Linked DNA regions of Mus musculus: all the other regions are linked to region 2. The links are chromatin contacts, called in public Hi-C and HiChIP or PLAC-seq maps. All regions are on one chromosome and are shown on one strand. Each heading gives the region's core, a stretch centred on a gene start, on an enhancer-like site or on the middle of the called end of the contact. The rest is flanking DNA. Distances are from core to core; before and after follow the strand shown. Region 1 overlaps Mrc1 (mannose receptor, C type 1). Region 2 holds the start of Hacd1 (3-hydroxyacyl-CoA dehydratase 1). Region 3 overlaps Mrc1 (mannose receptor, C type 1).

Region 1 (4,442 bases), core at 1,876-4,375, 190 kb before region 2:
CTACTTAACAAGAATCTGTTCTAATAACAAACAAACAAAATGCACAAGGTTTTCAAAGCTATGATAAACTCAATGATTAGTGATGAATTAAAGTGTGTTTTGTATCACACTTTTTACCAGATCTGACATCATGACAAGTGAGTGCAGCTGTTTAATAAAACTACCCTCTGGCAACCTCAAACTCTGTGCCCCAGACCCCATCCCTGGCCCCATACTGTACCCAGATCCTGAACCTGGACTTTGCAAGCTCCATGGGGCTTCTGTGCTTACCTTGAGAACTAAACTGATACTTTATAATTGTGCCTTCAAGATAGTAATATGCTCAGTGAGTATGCATGATGGCTGTCATTCCCATGACTGTTATCAGCGACATGCTGAATTGAGATTAGTGACAGTGTGATTTGGGAACAAAATTCAAGTCATGTGCTAAGTGTGTCATTTAAAAGTCTGGCATCTGTGAGGTTCCATCCTCATCATAGAAAAAAGAAAGAAAGGAAAGGGAGGGGAGGGGAGGGGAGGGGAGGGGAGGGGAGGGGAGGGGAGGGGAGGGGAGGGGAGGGGAGGGGGTCACTGAATGCAGGCAGGTATCACCCGATCTCCTGCATGTGTATAATTTTATAAAGGGTCAGACCAAGAATTTTTATTTTAGTAATATAAATATCAATTATCAATTCCACAGGATATTTTTGGTGTATTCATTGTATAATAATTATATAATGATGCATACATTTAAGTCTACTTTTGAACTTAGTTATAATAGGGACTGTCCATTATTACACCCATATCTAGATTTTTTTTCCAACACGCTCATTTGTTTGTAGAAAAGGAAATTGGTTCACACACACACACCAGGGTATCAAGCCAAATATCACTTCCTCCAGCCCTTTTCACTTTTGTAAGTGTTCAAATTACACATAGTTATGAATCAGGTTTAGGAACTGAGGATTAAATAGGGCATTCTGATATGCATGTTTCTGGAGAAAAGCTGAGGCAAAGACAGCATGGCAGTGGGCCGTGTGCAAGTAAGTATCGGGTAGAAGCATGCCACCCTGTGGGCAGTACAGAACCACACTACAAGTTAGGAAGACATTTACTGGCATTCAGAGATTCTTATGTTTGCATTAAGGTTCTCCCTGGTGCTTTGGGCATACCTGATTCCTGCTATTTTATGAGTGAGATTCGGGCAAGATAAAACAGAAGACAGAGATGGACTCCAATTTGGCCCTTTTTTTATGAACTTAAAGCATGAAGCAACTTACCTCAGCTTTCACCCACTGATCTGCCATGCCCTCTATACAGTGAGATAACAATATTTATTTGCAAGGTTAATATCGGTTTCAGACGTAAATTCCAGTGTCTGGCACATGGCCCCTATCCAATAGAAGACAACAACTTGTTTGTTTGTTTACTTGTTTGTTTGTTTATGGCCTCAAGTTTCAGATTGTTCCACCTTGGCCTTTGAGCATGGGGATGACAGGTGTCAACCACCATACCCATACTAACAATACTTTCTAACTTCAGAGTCATCGCTCTGGTGTATGCATATTTTTAAAATCCTGTTTACTTTCCAAACTCCTCTAGTAAAATACACCTTATTTTTATTATGGGTTGTTTTCCAGTTTGGATGCCTATTTCTCACAACAGAGCAGATCACAAACACCCATCTGCCACACCATTATCCCCTAGATTCCTCCTCAGTAAGGGCCTAAGGATATTGAACACTGAGTATCTTTCTTCTTGAGAAAGGAATGTCTTTCCTCTGTTTAAGATTTTTGCATTGGGTCAGCCTGGGTGTACTAACAGAATGCCCACTGCAAAGTTATCCAGATAGCCTGCTCAGTGAGGAATAAATGTTTCTACTTATTTAAAGTGTTTATAAATAGATTATGGGGAATTTGTGCAAAACAGTAAATAGGTAATAAAAACTGAGGGGATAATTTCACAAATAATGTGATTGCTACATTACAAGAACTGAGTTTTATCACCAGGGGCCATATAAAAAGCCACGTGTGGTGGAGCATTCATACAGTCCCTGTGCCAGGGAGGCAAAGACAGAAGGATCCCTGGGTCTCAGTGGACAATCAGACTAGCCTAATCAGAGAGCCCCAAAAAGAAAAGGTAGATAGCTACCAAAGTATGCCACCCAACGCCACACAAGAGTTATTGGCCAACAAAAACTGCATGCCATTGGTTTTGTTTTGCTTTTGTTATAGTAGTGATTTTATTTATTTATTTATTTATTTATGATTTTTGAGTGAGAACATGAGGCTGGATAGGGAGGGAGGGGAGAACCTTGATCTGGAGGTGTTCAGGAAGCAGAATGAGTATGATCAAACTATTTTTTTCAAAGAATAAATAAAAATATTATTTCTTTTAAAAAATAAAGTGACGGGTTTCTGAGGCACATCACCAAAGGATGCAAAGGCTGAGCTGTGTTTTCTACATGCACAGGACACAAACGGATGTAAACCTGTACAGACACACAAAATGTAAATAAATATCTCACAAAAGTGCTAATAATAAGCCGAGGGAAATGGAAAAGATTCCATTCAGTATGCAAGGTTTGGGCGATTCTAGATTTAAAACGTGGTGTGGCAGAGAGACAACCATGCCACCCACGAGAAACCAAAGACCTTTGCTAAGAGGCAAAATGCTTCCATGGTGAGCTGTAGGTGGAGAGATGGCATCCTGGAACCGGGTAAATGTGTTTCATGATTAGAAGTTAGGGGTCACTGAGTATGTTGTAAACACAGCAGTCACAGGTCCAAGATCTGTTATGTAACAGTAAAGTCAGAGGAACTGGAGGGAGCAGGCTTTAACAATGGGGAAGAAGAGGTGTTTACTAATATTTGACCCTATTATCCACTTCCCCAAGTGTGGCCTTTTTATTGACTTTCTGTTTAGTTTTATATTTGAGGCAGATAGCCTGTAGCTCAAACTGATCTGCAACTGGCGATGAGCTGGTGGGTGACCTTGAATTTCTGGTCTTCCAGCCTCTATTTCCTTCATGTTGGACATAGAGGTGTGCTCCACTGCAGTGGTTGAAAAGAAAAGTACCCCTCCCTTAGGTCTACTTATTGTAACCCTTGGTCTCCAGTTGGTGGCAGGATTTGGGAGGGTTGTGGCAGCTGTGCATTGCTAAAGGAAGTATGTCAGTGGGAGTAGGCTTTGCAGTTTTATAGACTAGTCTCACTTCCTGATTTCTCTCTCTCTCTCTCTCTCTCTCTCTCTCTCTCTCTCTCTCTCTCTCTCTCTCTCTCTCTCTCTCTCTCCTTCTTCTATGTAGCTCAAAATGTGATTTCTGTGCTTCCTGCCTGCTAGGTCAGCCTCATGCTCCTTCCGCCTTGCCTCCCATGTCATGATGGATTCTGCCCCTCAGGAATTGTAAGCCAAAATGAATCCTTTCTCTCCTAAGTTACTTTTGGCTGGGGTATTTTATCACCATGGCATAAGAATAAGTGATATAATTACCATTCCCATTTTACGTTTCTGTGGCCAATGTTTTATTTTTCAAACACAGAACAATTCTCTTGTGCGTGAAAGATGGGAAAGAATTCTAGAAATCAAACCCCGTTCTCCTAGTATTGCTTGCTAGGCAATACTTGAGACTGACTATTAGAGATTGAATGTATATTGTTTTCTCAGTCAAAGGCTAGTTTACAACTTGGTAATAGATGTTTTGAAAAGCCAAACAGTACACTGTAGAAATAATACAGATCTGGGAGCTGGAGAGGCACAAGGTAAAGGGGACTTAGGTTTGCACAGGAAGTATTGACTTGTCTCTGCTCCCAATCATTCATTTCATTTTATCATCTTAACCTCTCTGATGCTAATGAGAAATGTTTGGGACGATGGAACATGGTTGGTACTGCTGGGTCCAAAACCACACCATTCCATGACAGTGGCTGCCTTTGTTCTTTGCTCAGTTCCATCTTCAGAACAGTTCTTAACATGTACTCTAAAGACAGTCACAACTGATAAAACAAAGTGCAATCATGACATGGCAGCTGCTTGCCATCTCTGGTGCTGGTTTCTAAACACAGAGTTCTTATATGAACCGTACCATCTGCTTGGGGACAAACTTTTTCGTGACATTCATAATACCTCTTAGTAACTATCTACTTGTAAGTCACACGCTATGGGAACCAAGTAACCTTGTTGTACATACGACTGTGAGTTCTGTCATTACCTGTGAGGTACATTTGCTCGTGGATCTCCGTGACACTCAGGAGGTCAGCATTCTGCTGCTTGCAGCTTGCCCTTGCCTGATGCCAGGTTAAAGCAGACTTGGAGTTTATCTGGTAAAGAATGCCAGTCAGTGGATCTTTGTTCCATAATCTCTCGCTTCCCTCAACTGAGAAAGAAGACAGTGAGTTAGCTGTGTTACACTTGGGAGATGTGTCCAGTGAACAATACATTTTTTAAAACCACCCAGTTCTCAT
Region 2 (4,372 bases), core at 262-2,761:
TGATAGTTGTACCTAAGAAGTCTTTGCCTTTTTTCCTAACATCAGAGATTCTGTTTTCTTCTTGTTTCATATGCTTGCTTCTGTGTTTAATTCTATGATCACCTTGAAGTTAGCACATAGCCATGATGTAAGATTCATTTTTTCTGTGGTTGTCCAGTTGCTCCACTCATTGAAAAGATTAAAATTCCCACACTGAATTGCTTCAGGTTATGGTGTATTTGAACTCTGCAGTCACATTGGTCCACAATTCCCTTCTGCTTACTATTCTAGGTTGACCATTGTAGTTTCATAGTGAGGTTTATAATAAATAGGCTATGCACATGCTCCTAGTTCTTCCTATACATGTTCATGGATCTGTAGGTTTTAGCTTTTCAAATAAAACCTGCTGGCATCTGGAGAGAACTGACATTGTAACATTTTGAGATTTAGAGGCCTGTTGTGTCATATGGCAGTGATTTAATGTTCAGTGTACAGGGCCGGCACCTGCTTTAGTAAATTTATCCCTAGTACACTTTCCACTTGGAAGGTTTTACTTAACCCCACTTCCCCTGACATTTCTGAAACTGGACGGGTAATCCTCCCATTTCACATCCACAACAATGTGCACACCCAGGGGAGTTCATGGACAAACCTATAGTCATTTCTCCCCTCTGACAGTGTTGCCCTTTGCAAAATGTCTTTCTCTCATTATAAGCAAGATGCCTGAAAAGTACTAATATGCATACTTCAGTTGACAAACAGTATCAAGTCAGTACTTGATTTTGATGGATCATTTCCTTAACCCTATCTCTCTATGAGGTTTACCATTTTATTTTCTTTTGCAGAAATGTAGGCATACACAAACTTCTAAATTCCCAGACTGGTGGAGTCAGGAATTTGGGGGTTGAATTTCAGTAAACTGACTCTAGGCTGCTTGCTTAGCCACACTCTATAAAGGGAAAGGAAAGGGGGCTATTACCAGAATGGTTCTTGAGAAGAAGAGAGAAAAAGGGGAGATTAAATGTGGAGAGCCATTGGGCACTTCTTCCCAGCAGGACAGGAAACTTGTTAACACCATGGCTGGATTTCCTGTCAGTATCCTAACACCTATCCCTCTTTGCCTACGTCCTTTCTCCCAGCTTCCTTTAGAACAGATCTCTAGAACCCATGACATCCGTCTGACCCAGTAATGAAAGGCATGGGGCAAGGCTAGGCCGGAGTTGCTTCTCCAGAAACTCGGGAGAGCGAGCATTTGGTAGGGAGACCCTGCTCTCGGGGCAAAACCCCTGCCACCTCGGGTGCACTCGCTCTATCTGGACAAGGCTCTCCAGCGGGGCACCCACTGCCAGGGCGCACGTCGCTCGCGTCTCTCTAGGAAGAGGTCGCAGCCAGTGCGGACAGCTCTCCCGCGGGAGCGCGCCGCGTGACACTGCCTGGAAGCCATGACCCCGGCTGGCCCACCCCGGGGCTAGGGCCCTGAGCGCGCGCTCCCGAGAGGCGGCGCCGGGGCGGGGCGCGCGGCCGGGGGCGCGCTCCTCCCCCTCGCGGGAGGCCGGGCAGGCGGCGCCGACCCCCCGCGCGTCGCACATGGAGCGCTGGACCGAGGCGGCGGCCGCGGGCAGCGGCACTTCAGTGGCGCGCTCAGCCGGCCCCTCCCGCTCCTGTGCGCTGCTCCTCCGGGTCCGCGTGCGCGGTCACCATGGCGTCCAGTGAGGAGGACGGCACCAACGGCGCCTCCGAGGCCAGCGACGAGAAGGAAGCCGCCGGCAAGCGGAGACGCCTAGGCTTACTGGCCACCGCCTGGCTCACCTTCTACAATATCGCCATGACGGCCGGGTACGTGCGCGCGAAGGTCCTTCCACGCTCCGCAAGCACCAGTGCGGTCCCTCAGCGATCCGGGCTCGGGGACGCGGGGAGCGCGCTCTCGCGGGGCTGCTGGGGGTCGAGGGCGCGCGCACGGGGATGGAACGGAAGCGCACGGGGGAACTGTCAGGGGTCTAGGCGGAGGCGCGCGACGGTGGCGGGGGCTTTTGGAGCGAGAGCGCGCGTGTCGGCCAACTGGGGGTCGCGGCCCCGTAGGCGCACATGGAGCGGGACAGCGCGTGTGCCCGGCCACTTGCGATCGGAGCACTCTGGGAGAGTGGCCGGGGCGCAGAGAGCAAGAGCGCGCGTGCTGGGCCCTAGGTGGTCGCGGCGCGGCGGGGGCGCGCGGCGCAGTGGGGGAGGGGCGTAGCGGGGTTGAATGGAGCGGGGCGGGGCGGGGCGGCCAGCCGCCGCTCGCTGGGCATTGCCTAATACGGTGCACGGTGTGGCGCGGCGGCACGGGGCGCGGGCCGGAGGTTAAGTATAGACCCGGGCAGGAATGTGGGGCCGACCCACGGGGCAGGCGACTGCGGCTCGGCCGCCTCCGCCTGCTGTTGAAGAAACGGCCCGGTCTATTCACCCGAGCCGGGAGCTGTCCGCTGGCTGTGGGCACCGGACCCTGGCCGTGTGGTTCCTGGTGCTGTGGATTGCTGGGCAGTGTCTTCACCTACTGTTTTTTCTTCACCTACTGTTTTTGTTTTAAGCATGGCACTTAGAAATGCCCACTTGGGACTTTGTTTGAAACATCTGGAACAGGGCAGATAATCAGCATCTTTCTGGCCTTGTCCTTTCCAGATTACCGACTACCCACCCTACTCCCCATCTCTGGCCTCCCCCCAGACCTAGTGTGAGTAGGAAGTTAGGATCAAAGGGCTATCAAATGACTTATGGGTCTACTGTGACCGAAACCCATTATGAAAATGTCCTTTGCTGTCTTGCCTTTAGAAAGAGTTACTTTCTCAATATCTTCTCACGTTTTAAGTTAGAGGATTGTGAAGAAACCTTTAGTATTTAAAAGTCTCTGAAGCTTATAGAAAAAATGTGAACGTGTAAAAAAATGTGATTCTATTTAACAAATGTTCCTGTCGATCATCTAGTATATATTATACTACTGAACATCAAATATAATTAGTTCGTAGATATGTATTTATTGGGGGTTACTGTGTGCCAGGGACTGTGCTGGTTCCTTTGGCTGTCTTCTAATTTTTAGTTTTCTGCAATCCTGTGAGGGGTACAGAATAATATTTTAGAGTGAGGTATGGAGAGACCCCCAAGTCACTGGCTGGAGATCACAACCAGAAAGTGTCAGGCATGGATTTCCTCTGAGACTCACTCCAGAGTTGTGCAACCTCATCTTCTTGCTGCCCTGAATTCCAGACCTTTGAAAGTTCAGAAAAGCAAACAGCCTTAGAACAACTGGCAGATGGTTCAATGCCCACCATACTCTGTTGCCTCAAAATGCAGCAGGGTCTGGGAGCGGCCGGTTTCCTCTGAGACTTGCTCACCAAGTGAGTAAACGTTTTTGGAATACTCACCTTATGTTAGTTGATTGGCTGGCCCTTCCCTGTCCAGTCTGCTTTCCATTTTTAAGACCACGTTATTGTTTCAAAAATGAAAACTTGCTGCACAATCCCAGTTTAAGATCTTGATTGAGAAAGTTAAAATAATCCCCGGGTGGCCGGCTCCCATCCTAAGGAACTTGGGATGTGCTCATCGACAACCATTTTCACAGATTCCCGTACTACCCAGTTTACCTTTCCAGTGTTCTTGCCTTTGAAACCCCCTGACTCTGTTTTTCAGGATGCGTTTTACAGTTCTCTTTGTCTTTGCTGTTCCCTCTTTCTGTGATGTCATCCTTTTCTTGTGGCTGCAGCAGTACCTTTGAACTTTTCTAGGCTCCCCTGCCTAGAGGGGCTTTGTGTCCTCACACTTTAGTCCTGCTGTGCCCTCCTTTCTGCAAGCCAGTGCTTATTCTAAGTGTGTCTGTCTTTTTACTGAGAGGGACCACTGTTTATCAAGGCAGATTACCCAGTAGTTCTATGAGCCCCCATAGATAAGCTTTCATATTTTCTTATTTACCCTTCAGGTTTATGCCCAGGCACCTTCTGTGATGTACTAGCACACCCTGACTCTTTGATTTTTTTCCGTCCCACTTGTTGTCACTCAACCATACCATGATTGTACTAATTCTTCATTGTAAGTTCCAGGAAGTAATAAATACTTATTGAATGAATGAATGAGTGAATGGGTGATGAATATCTTATAGAACATTGGTGATGAATGTCTGTTGTATAAGGCCCTGTTTCCGCTTGATACTCAATTACGACATTCTAATTTTCAAATTATACTTTTTATTGTTATGTAAGACTGTATAGAAGAAATGTACAATTATTGATTAAGTCAGGCCCTATGGACATTTTAAAGTTCCCTTACCCTGACCCTTGGAATAATTAGTGGCTTTCGGCAAATCCAGAGTGGAGGCACCTTTAAAGGATGGAGAGATTTGTATTATATAAATATATAAGTTTAT
Region 3 (4,065 bases), core at 1,138-3,637, 220 kb before region 2:
TCTTGCTTCCTTGTCTTAAGATGCAAACCACAGGCTCTACTATGTAGAGCTGTGAGGAAGGTATTGAAGAAAGTCAAACAATGATCACAGAACTGAAAGTCTCTAATTCTGTTTTGTGGTCATTGTAGTAAGAAGTTACATAGAGGTTAGAAAACATCAAGATTCTTGCTGCTAACAGGAGCTAATAATTTTATCAATAGTTTTCAAAGGATTTTAAATACTTAAAAGTTTATTATCATAGTTCTAAAGAGACATATCCTTCCTAGTTAATTTTCTCTAAAGCTCCCCATTCCCTGAGACTTTTTTCAGATTCCTAGATCTTGCACTGAAACTGACTGCTACTGCAATAGATGACAGCTGAGGCTGCTCTGATCCCCTGACCCACTGGCTACAAGATTCATTCATCTTTCTTGATAATCAGGTCAGGCCCCAGGTGCCTTGTTTGTTCTTGAAGCTGTATGTTTGGGCACTCAGTCATCTTTCCATCAAGTAGATACAGGATAGTGGGGCCTGAGCGCAAAGCTGTGGTGCCAGCACATGGATGGCTAGAGTGGGAGGATCTTGAGTTTAAGCCCAGCCTACATAGTGAGTGCCATAGGGAACTCTAACAGCTACATTGTAGGTTCCAGTCTAACCCTGGACTATACAACAAGAGACTTTGTCTTCAAGACTCTCAGTGGTCACAGCTGAGCTATGGTTCTAGTTTAATGGATTTTTATTCTTGAAGATATTCCAGTGCTCATCACTCAGAATCCTCCTGGTGAGTAAGTAACCAAGGCAAAGTAAAGCTACCCAGTAAGAGCTGTGACTTTCCCCAAAACTGAAACAAACAAAATGAGAATGTGTTCATTTACGTGATCTTGAATCTCACAGTTCCAGTGTTTAATGATTTAATAATCAAATAGCAGGTGTACAAACAGTGTAATCTGAGTGGTGACATCAGTTCCCCACTCAAAGCTGCTCATGCAAATTTGACTAACAGCTGGAGATTAGGATGTATTGAGCCAAGTAGCAAACCCATGCGCTTAAGTGGTTATTCCTCGAATAGCTTAGAATAGAATAGAATTCTTAGAATAGAATTGTGATTCTGGCACACTGATTTGCTTTCTGTAAAGGGTATTGAAGTGTCTGAGAGATGGCATTGTCAGTAATATTATTTGCCAGTAACATCAGTGTATAAAGATAAAGAAGCTCTTAGTGTCTGTTAGAGTCTACTTTGGGTCTCCAGTCAACAAAAGCAATTCAAAAAACCAAAGCAGCTGGTTGGTCCAAAACCAGATTCCTCAGACTAGCTTACTGCCAAGATTAGTATAAGTCTAGGCTTGGGCATCTCTAGTTCTATAAATCCTGAGTTTCAATTTCTACATCTTTTAAAAGAAGATACTTAAATGCCCCCTTGTTATTCTTGGAAAGATAAAATAAAATCCCATGTTTGTAAAGGGTTAATGCAAAAATTGGACTAATGATTCCCCATAAGCGTTTGCATTGGTCCCACCATTCAACGACATCCATATTCATATTCAGCCCCACTGAAAAGTTTTACATCTGCTTTCTATAGGGCCCCGTTTTGTGAAATTAGGCAAATATTCATAACACCTGAGAGCACTTGAAATGTTTCGTTGCTTTAAATATACCAGAACCAAATTACTTAAAAATTTTCTCTTCCTCTTTGCCCCAGAATACTGAAAGCTGGATGGGAGGGCATGGGAGAAGAGAAATGCAAAGATTACTTAAACACAACTGACTCGCATGCTGCATTGGAGAGGTGTCTGCAAGACTGACAGGCTCTGCTGGAAAGAATGAGGGAATGCCCTGAGCATAGACCCCTAGACCTGCCCTGAGCACAGCTCCCGCATACCTGGCATGTCGGCATTCCAGTGTGTAAACTGCACCTGCTCGTCCACAGTCCACCGAAACGTCCCTTTGTTTTGAACATCTGAGAGTCCTGTCCAAAAATATTTTTCAGGCCTCAATCCAACCAAACTAGTCAGGAATGCTTGTTCATATCTTTAAAAGAATTAAAGTAACTAAACTTTAGAAACATTTATGCAAATTTCTTAAATTATCAACATGAAAATTATTTCAGTTTTATACCCGAGATATTGTTTCATTGATAAATTCAAATATTGCTTTACTCTTCTGTAGCCATTTCCTCTGGATTCTAACATTCTCTCTTAAAGACAGAACATATGTCATAGATCCAGGAAGCTAAAGAACTTAGAAAGCTCAGGAGGTTTATGAAAGTTACAAGACTCACAGGGCCTCTTCCTGGGATTATAGAAGCAATAAATAATTGCTAGGGAGACAAGACTCTTCTACAGAGCTACGTGTAAATTGCTCAGGGCGTGTCAGGGATGCAGCCTTCATGAATCATCACCCATGCTGAAGTGGGCTTTCCAGTGAGGGAGCTGCCAATAAATCACTCATATCCACATATGTAACCTTTGCTCACACTCCTGTAAGTTACCCTGTAAACTCCCTGATTCCCCAAGCTGGACCTGGGGGGAATCATTTCCTTTATGATCTGGCATGAATAAACATTTCATAACTTCCCACAAAGAGTCACACAGGAGTCATAGCTTTATATCGTTTACATTATAATAGTCTTCACTAAGGAAAAGTAAGTTTATGAAGTTAAACTACCATCTATCTGAGTGGATTGATCCATTCAGACATTGTTCTCTCATTCTCATATTGGCCTCTCTAGCCTTCACAAAATTTAAGAGAACTTTGAAAATACAAAGAAGAAAACTACAGCAGTTGGAAAAATTATTTGAAATGACCAGACCACTTTTTACACAGGTCAAATGCCCTGCTCAATTCTTGATTACAGATGATAGGGTTATCAAGGAGAATCACGAATTGGGACCATCTTGTTTCTTTCCCTTTCTGATGATAGGCTATAGATCTGTCTTAGCTTAAAAAAAAAAAAAAAAAAAAAAACACTTGAAATAATGAAGGCAACTTGGGCGGAAATGTCTCAGAAAAATAGGCACTGCATTTTCAGGAACATCAAGAGCCAGGGAGAACAAAGAGGACTGTGGGCCCTGATAAAAATGGCAGATGTTATATTTAACCATAGTCCGAATAATTCCAGATGCCTAAAAAGAGCAATCAAAACACTATAAGTACAATTTACTTTCTAAAACATGAAAAGGAAATTTAATGACAGTTAAATACAAAGAGCTAAATACAAATAGCTCAGAGAACACGAGAACACATGAAGAGTAATTCTCTTCTTGTATACGATTCTTTAACCAATCAATCACAAATGTATATCCATGGTATTTAAGCAATTCATCTGCTCTGTCTTGAGAGAATACATATCTGTGTTCTAGTAGTTAGATGTTTATATTAGCATGTCATTGCTGGGAGAGGAAGATGCAGTTTGAAACACAATCCTCTGATATCTATTTTTATCACAGGATTTTTAGTATCAGCAGGACTCTGTGGGTTTTGAGTCTGCCCTGAAGCAATAAAATGTCAGTGACTTTTGAATTTTTTTTAAGTTTTTTGAATGTATAAGCCAAGCTTTGAGAAGAGTAAGAAAGAAAATAAAACAAAGAAGTAAGTAAACCTCAAAGATGAATGAAACCTCAGAGCTTAAAGTTCAAATTTAAAACCCTCTACTTTCTGTTTGATTTTCTTAGCCTATCATTCTATTAGCCAAGCCAACAAAGCTTAGTTGATTACTTAATTAGTTAACTAAGATAAAAGAATAGAAAGAATGAGTAGAATATTTGCAGATAATACAGTCTACATTTGGGAAGTTGGGATCATAATTTTGGGCCTCTGACCTGCCTTCCTTAGTAATAAGTGATAAGACCCATCCTATCAATCCCAGGGATCTATGTGCCACACCCTGGAGGGAGAAAGGCTGTAAGCCCTGAGAGGCACAGAAGAATCTTGGCACCTGCTGTGTTTCCTTGCTTAGTCTATTAGCCAGTATTCTCAAGTAATAGAGTTTCTCAACAGCTCACAAAGTGTTCCACATGGCTGAGCTGGTGGGGATTCCTGGATGGTGCAGGTCAGTAGAAAAGATGGAATTTCCACTACCTTGTCTTC

Evidence for each region. Hi-C and Micro-C count contacts between places; a contact is called where the count stands out from the background. HiChIP or PLAC-seq counts read pairs in DNA pulled down with a chosen protein or histone mark.
Region 1: a contact with region 2 is called in a Hi-C map of peritoneal macrophages, with 2.8 times the contacts expected there. The contact joins the enhancer-like site here to the promoter of Hacd1 in region 2. A contact is called at or near these places in 12 of 39 promoter capture datasets (the 3T3-L1 cell line, the C10 cell line, the HPC-7 cell line and 6 more), 1 of 15 datasets of contacts at CTCF or cohesin (large pre-B cells), 10 of 484 Hi-C or Micro-C datasets (the C10 cell line, the HPC-5 cell line, bone marrow-derived macrophages and 7 more), 7 of 115 datasets of contacts at active chromatin or transcription factors (bone marrow-derived macrophages, embryonic stem cells, fibro-adipogenic progenitors and 3 more) and 2 of 9 other capture datasets (adipose tissue and liver).
Region 3: a contact with region 2 is called in a FOXA1 HiChIP or PLAC-seq map of pancreatic cancer cells. The contact joins the enhancer-like site here to the promoter of Hacd1 in region 2. A contact is called at or near these places in 12 of 39 promoter capture datasets (the 3T3-L1 cell line, 3T3-L1-derived adipocytes, the C10 cell line and 6 more), 1 of 15 datasets of contacts at CTCF or cohesin (the NIH/3T3 cell line), 5 of 484 Hi-C or Micro-C datasets (embryonic fibroblasts, granulosa cells, liver and 1 more), 8 of 115 datasets of contacts at active chromatin or transcription factors (embryonic stem cells, large pre-B cells, microglia and 3 more) and 3 of 9 other capture datasets (adipose tissue, liver and pancreatic islet).

What each region holds. Positions count from the first base shown.
Region 1 is chr2:14,248,719-14,253,160 of GRCm38.p6, reverse strand. Mrc1 (mannose receptor, C type 1) reads right to left here. Exons shown (of 30, transcript NM_008625.2): 4 at 4,190-4,354. Among named protein-coding and RNA genes, the nearest start is that of Mir511, 10 kb to the left of the region's middle. Within about 2 kb of position 3,125, at least 58 of the 459 cell types and tissues checked have an H3K27ac peak or open chromatin away from gene starts, as enhancers often do. A contact at or near this core is called in the HPC-5 cell line, the HPC-7 cell line, adipose tissue and 7 more, where this site is marked.
Region 2 is chr2:14,053,174-14,057,545 of GRCm38.p6, reverse strand. Hacd1 (3-hydroxyacyl-CoA dehydratase 1) reads left to right here and starts at 1,511. Exons shown (of 7, transcript NM_013935.3): 1 at 1,511-1,815. The coding sequence starts at 1,679.
Region 3 is chr2:14,277,778-14,281,842 of GRCm38.p6, reverse strand. It overlaps Mrc1 (mannose receptor, C type 1), which reads right to left. Exons shown (of 30, transcript NM_008625.2): 11 at 1,859-2,007. Among named protein-coding and RNA genes, the nearest start is that of Mir511, 19 kb to the right of the region's middle. Within about 2 kb of position 2,387, at least 29 of the 459 cell types and tissues checked have an H3K27ac peak or open chromatin away from gene starts, as enhancers often do. A contact at or near this core is called in the NIH/3T3 cell line and pancreatic cancer cells, where this site is marked.